2 separate regions of the Gossypium hirsutum genome follow, and region 2 is linked to region 1. The links are chromatin contacts, called in public Hi-C maps. All regions are on one chromosome and are shown on one strand. Each heading gives the region's core, a stretch centred on a gene start, on an enhancer-like site or on the middle of the called end of the contact. The rest is flanking DNA. Distances are from core to core; before and after follow the strand shown. Region 1 has its middle 16 kb from the start of LOC107922327. Region 2 holds the start of LOC107921419 (probable BOI-related E3 ubiquitin-protein ligase 2).

Region 1 (3,373 bases), core at 287-2,786:
GATCATAGCCCCAATTAAGTTGGTGGCGGATGTATCTTTTCATGGTCGCGGTTCCGAGGTTTCGGTTTGAGAATTCATGGCTGTCTGAGGAGACGTGGGAAAGCAAATACTAGATTTTCCATGCACAGGCTTCCAAAGAGGAGACGTGGTAATCATATCCCAATGTTGTTAGATTCTGATGGGAGGCCATGTACTGATCATAACGGGATATGCTCTATTGTTCATCATTACTTCGTTAATCTTTTTTCTACTTCTAGCGGCTCTGGCTTTGCCAAGTTTGATGCTTTGCAGCTTTGTGTGACAAATGAGGATAGTGTTCAGCTTATGGCATTGTTCAGCATTCATGAATTTCGAGATGCTGTGTTTAGTATGCACTCGGATAAGGCGTCGGGTCCTGACGGTATGAGTCTGGCTTTTTTTCAACAGTTTTTGGTCGATTATTGGAGATGATATCTTCACTCAATGTTGTTCTTGGCTTCAGAATTGTTTCTCAATTTTCTAAATAATAAAATTTTGGTGATGATTCCTAAGAAAGACAAACCGACCTCTATGACTGATTTACGCCCAATTTCCCTGTGTAACGTATAGGATAGTTGCTAAGGTCCTTGCAAACAGATTGAACGTTATTCTACGGGGAATCATCTCTGAGATGCAATCGACTTTGTTCCAGGTCGTTTAATCACTGACAATGTCATGGTGGCTTTTGAGTTGATCCATCATATGAGGAACAAGAGCAGAGGAATAAAGGCGAGGTTGCGCTTAAGCTCGATGTTAGCAAGGCCTATGATAGGGTCAATTGGGGCTTCTTAAAATATATTCTACTTAATTTGGATTTCAGTGTGGCATGGGTTAAATGGATTATGCTCTGTGTCACAACAGTCCAATACTCGATTTCTTTCAATGGTAGCGAGGTTGGTCCGATTCTACCGCATAGAGGACCGGGACAAGGTGATCCTCTTTCCCCTTATCTTTATATTATTTGTCCAGAGGGTCTTAGTTATCTTCTTCTAAGGGTCAAAGTGAGGGGTGATATTCATGGTGTTTCTGTTTGCCCAGGGGGTCCGAGCATATCTCATATGTTTCTGGTGGATGATAATTTTCTTTTTTTTTTTCAGGCGACAGAGTGGGAGGCCTGTAATATTAAAGATATTCTGGGTTAGTACAAGGAAGCATCGGGGCAAGCAGTTAATTTTCATAAGTCTGTGATCATGTTCAGCTCTAATGTTGTATCTAGTGTTCGGGCTTTGCTTTGTTCGATTTTGGGGGTTTTGGTGCCTTTGAACCATGGACGATACCTTGGACTTCCTTCTTTTGTGGGGAGAAATACGAGTCAAGTTTTCACGTTTATTAAGGAGAAGCTTTGCAAGTGTATTTTTAGCTGAAAGAACAAGGTTCTGTCTAAGCTAGGCAAGGAGGTGGTTATCAAGAATGTGGCCCAAGCATTGCCGGTGTTTTGTATGGGCGTTTTTTTACTCCGGTTACCACGCGTGACACTTCACAAAGAATTATGATTCTTTTTGGTGGGGAGCGGATGGGTCAGACAATAGGAAACTTCATTGGGCTTCATGGGATAAGTTGTGTGTGCCGAAAAAGGGTGGTGGTATGGGCTTTCATAATTTGCGTTATTTTAATCTTGCTTTACTTGGGAAGCAGGCGTGGTGCCTTCTTTCGAATCCGAATTCTTTGTCAAGCCATTATTTCAAAGCTAAGTATTTCCCTCACTGTTCTTTTCTTGAAGCGTCGGAGAGCAGCAACCCGTCATATGTTTGGCGGAGTATTTGTGCAGAAAGGGGACTTGTTAACAGGGGATCGTGATGGAGAGTGGGGACGGCTTGACTATTGAAGTTTTTAATGATCCTTGGCTATGTGAGAATTGCGGTTTCTTTGTGCAATTGATGCCACAGCCTGACATGGAGGACTTGAAAGTGAAGGAGCTATTTAACAGTGGGGAGGAGGAGTTTATCATTGGTATCCTTACACCTGATTCAGCTCGAATTATGAAGTTTCCTGTCAACCTTGTGAAGTCGCCGAATTGTATGGTGTGGCATTTCAACACCGATGGGAAGTATAGTATCAAGACTGGCTATAGAGTTGCGCTTCAAGATTTTTTTGATGTCCAACTTAATATGATAAGGGGTCTTGCTTGAGGATTTGGAACAATTCCATACCCCAAAAGTACGTGAGTTTGCATGGCGATGCATGAGACAGTTTGTTCCACACAGGGAACGACTTCCTGCTAAAGATTTAAATGTTATACCAAACTGTTATAGATGTGGGTCATCGGAAAGTATAGAGCACATTCCTTTTTATTGTACTAAAGCCCGAGAAGTGTGACAGCTTGCTGGCCTACAGGCTCCTTTTTTGTGTAGGGATTTTATCACGGCTTGTGTCAATTTACAGGACGAGGCGAGGAGGGATCGATCACTCACTCTAATCTGATTCATTTGGTTCTGTCGCAACCTTTGGTAGTGGCAACAGAAAGATGTCTCAGTTTCTCATATTGTGTATTTAGCTGCAAGCCTGCAACATTTTTGCAGAACTAGTACGATTCGTCAGATTTTTGGTAATACTCGAGTACCGAGAAATCCGACCATTCTTGAGGTTGTTCGATGGTCTAAAGCCCAACGAGGCTGACTCAAGTGTAATGTAGGTGCTGCAACCTTTTCGGATTCAGATTCGACGTCTTTTCGCTGCTGTTCTTAGAAATGATACTAGTCAGTTCATTATGGCCTATTCCAGTTATGTGACCACGACTATGGAGCCCCATTTTGGTGAAGCGTTGGCCATTCGGAAGGTTCTATCATGGCCCAAAGGTTTGCGCCTTGATCGGACTATCATTGAGACAGATTGTTTACGAGTAGTGAACTCTTTGCATGCTCAAGATATTGATGTCTCTGAATTTGGTTTGTTGGTTCAGGACTGCCGAAATGTTGCTTCTCATTTTCAACATTAGTCATTCTGTTGGACTCGTGAGGAAGCTAATAAAGCTACTCATTCGCTTGCTCGGGTAGTTTCATTGTATGCGAACCACATTGAATGGAGTAAACAGTCTGATGGTCTCTATTGTTTTATCATTTGATGCTATGAATGCCGAGGCCAAAGATAGCGAAAAGTGTAAGATCGCAATATTCATTTTAAGTTTTTGTTTTTTATTTACATTTTTGTTTGTTTCACAGTTATTTGTTTCAAAACCCATATATTTATTATTCTGTTTTCTTGTTGCCGTTGAGTCCAGGGAGGACGTTAGGCGTTGTGTGAAGACGATTAAGATAATAGACGGTCTTAGGTACCAGAAACAAATATTATGGAACAAATCGAGTGTCAATTTTAAGATAAAACTTGTAATCATATTACGCATATAGACTCTAGAAAT
Region 2 (3,280 bases), core at 275-2,774, 43 kb before region 1:
ATTTGATTTTATTCAAATTGATTTAAATTTAATACAAATTTGTATCTTTATTCATGGAAATTTCCGAAATCCCTCCATATTGAATGCCTATAAAAGCCTAAAGAATTCTTCAAAATTTTTTACACACAGATACAACGAATTTATTTTGCTCTTCAAAATTCTTCCCTTTATCTCTCCAATTTTTCAAACGTTTCGGTGATAGAAGAATGCAAAGTTTGTTTGTTGATCACTGCAGAAGTGCTACTGTTTCGATCATTTTATTGTTGTATCTTGGAAGACAATTGACCAACGTGTCTCCAAGTATCATAGGAGAGGCCGAATCTGTCTTAAAGAAACTGTGAAAATATGCCTCAATATTTAGTAAAAATCAATTCCCTTATTCAATTTCTGTTTTTCAAAAGCTTATTTATTTAATTGTTTTATTTAGATCTACTCATTTTTTTAAATATAAATATATTTGTTTATATTATATGTTCAAATCTTGTATTTAATATAAATTATTTATATTTATATTTATTCGCGTGTTTTGTCCAACAATTTCATCCTCAAATTCTAATATTTTCTCACATAAACTCACTGACCTCCCCTTGTGCAAGTGGTATTGGAAGGACCATCGCTCGGAGAAGTTACTGCCAAGCGAAGTCGTTATATCAGTATGAAACTAGCCCTTTCTGAGATTTTGATGTAGCTCTCATTTAGCCATTGCACAAACGAATCTGCAGCAGCCACCGCGTCCTCCGTCTCAAATGCAGTTTACCAGCGGGCAATGTGATTGCATGAAAGAGGTAACATGCTGCGCTCGCGGTTAAAACGTTGTGTGGCATTGTTTGTCAGTAAATCACCACAAATTCTCTAGAAAAGGTTTTTGTTGTTCATCAACCGACCGGCTACAATCACGTCCAGTACTCTGAAGATAGGTTTATCATGGTAGGCGCAGGCATGAGGCCCCCAGGTGTTCGCATATTGAATGCGGTGGCGAATGGCCGATGCCCAGGTATTTGTTGAAAGTTGACAAAAAGCCCATCTAGGCGTTATCATTTTAAATTATATTTTTAAAGATTAAATTGATATCCATGAGTTAAAAAGGTCTAAGCAACGCAACCGATGCTTCCTGGATCCTGGTGCCCCTAGGAGACTGGTAGTTGGGTTTACTATAGATGAGGTGACGTTTCTGGCCCATACCACCAGTCTCGACCACACTAGCCCATTAATCCAAGGGCTGACACATGGCACCAGACTAACCTGAAAACTGCATTTCAGAACTCTTCATACCCCCCCCCCCAAACACAAATCGCAATTTGCAGACCTCTGCATGGAAATTGTCGTTTTGAAACCTACCACATAAATACAGCGAAGGTCATTAAAAAGACCGTAAAATATGAGCATAATTAAACTCCAGTTAGAAGATGAGTTTCTTTTTTAAAAAGGATAAAATTAGTGATAAAAGAAGTGGGTTTTATTTATTGTTTCATTAGAGGATATGAAAACAACAGCTGACTGGAAGAATTAATGGGAACTATTATTCAGCCTTTTCCAATGACCAAAAAACTGACAAAATTCACCAAATTTCTGATTCCTTCGCCTCTATTCTATAACGTCTGACTCTTTCACGTCCCAATCCAGTGAATTTCCCTTTCAAAACCCACACATTTTTCTTTTTTCCTCTTTGTGAAAATCTCTTGAGCCGATACCTGTGTGACTTGCTGTCACAAAATCTGAATGTGTACGTCGTCGTTGTATCTCTCTCATAAGATTTTTGTCGGTTTTCCCACTCTATTTATAACCATCCACGGGTATCCTCCGCGATGGTCTGTCTATTTTCAGTTACACCAGAGAACCCAAACCAACAAACAAGGCAAAGGTTATGCCGATTAAGAAATAAGTCTTAAGGAGGGCCTCATCTTTTTTTCTAGCACTAAAACCTACCCCATTTTCATATCCTTCATGGTTACCAAGTAAGTGAATTTACAAAGGGACAAGGGGGATCCTTTTTATTTTTATTTCTTGTAATGATGCTTTGCTTCGTTTTGATCAATACCTGGCGATAGTTATTATGGCTGTTCAAGCACAGTTGTGTCGTGAAAATATGGGTGTGCCTTTGCCCATGTGTGGCCTTCAGGATTGGATGGTAAACCCTGCACCTGCTGCTCCTTCATTCCAAGCTGGTTCTAGTCTTCAAGACGTTCCTTTTCATCCGCATCAAAACGCTCAGAACTTGGTTCCCATGGCAGTTTCTCAACCTTTAGATGCTCAACTGGAGATTCAAAGGCAGGAAATTGATTGCTTTCTTCAATTACGGGTAAGAAATCCATCATATCCTTTGTGTTTAACTGTTTTATTCAGGGTTTCAGTTTCACTGAAAATTCTTATTTTTCGTGTCATATATCTGGGCTTGGAAAACTCAGAATGAGAGGCTAAGATATGTATTACGAGAGCAAAGGAAGCAACAACAAACCATTCTGCTAAAGAGTATGGAATCAAAGGCCTTGTATTTGATGAAGCGAAAAGAAGAAGAGTTGGCACGAGCAACAAAGAAAAAGATGGAGCTTGAAGCCTGCTTAAGAAAAGTGGAAATGGAAAGCGAGTCATGGCAAAGACTTGCAAAAGCAAATGAAGCGAAGGTTATGGATCTAAACAAAAGACTGGAACAAGTGAGAGAGAGCCTAATTTGGGTCAGCAGTTCAGCTGAAGATGAAGAATCCTTTTATTATGGTTCGTGCCACAGAGATGAAGAAGAAAGAGACAATAACGTTCAAGAAGAAGACAGCAAGAAAAAGATGGCTTGTAAGCACTGCAACACTAGGAGCTCATGCGTTCTGTTTTTACCTTGCAGACACCTTTGCTCCTGCAACTCTTGTGAAGCATTTCTTGTTTCTTGTCCTGTCTGTGGATCTGAGAGGGAGGCAAGCATTAAGGTGTATTGGGTCTAACTCTTAACTCTTGCAACACTAGGAGTTCATGCGTTCTCTTTTTACCATGCAGACATCTTTGCTCCTGCACCTATTGTGAAGCATTTGTTGTTTGAAGGAGGCAAGCATTAACGTGTTTTGGGTCTAACTCTTACGTCTATGGTTTTGGGAGAAGCACACTTGTTCATAGGTGAACCGTCATCATGTGTTTTCGTTTGTATTTACTTTACTTACAGTAGTGGTTTGGTGAGTTCCGAACAAAAGAAAAAGATTGGTTTGGTGAGTATCTTTTTCAATTTTTACCTTTTCTGGGCTAATTACACTTTTCCTGATTCAGATTGCATCCAAAAGGAAATTATAAAATACATAAT

The links. Hi-C and Micro-C count contacts between places; a contact is called where the count stands out from the background.
Region 2: a Hi-C map of leaf shows a contact between it and region 1, with 4 times the contacts expected there. The contact joins the promoter of LOC107921419 here to the enhancer-like site in region 1. A contact is called at or near these places in 13 of 34 Hi-C or Micro-C datasets (callus, fibers, hypocotyl and 2 more).

The regions. Positions count from the first base shown.
Region 1 is chrD01:17,087,969-17,091,341 of Gossypium_hirsutum_v2.1, reverse strand. No RefSeq gene overlaps it. Among protein-coding and RNA genes, the nearest start is that of LOC107922327, 16 kb to the right of the region's middle. Within about 2 kb of position 1,536, at least 6 of the 9 cell types and tissues checked have an H3K27ac peak or open chromatin away from gene starts, as enhancers often do. A contact at or near this core is called in fibers and leaf, where this site is marked.
Region 2 is chrD01:17,130,726-17,134,005 of Gossypium_hirsutum_v2.1, reverse strand. It overlaps LOC107921419 (probable BOI-related E3 ubiquitin-protein ligase 2), which reads left to right and starts at 1,524. Exons shown (of 2, transcript XM_016851272.2): 1 at 1,524-2,299; 2 at 2,406-3,068. The coding sequence starts at 2,054. The coding sequence ends at 2,930.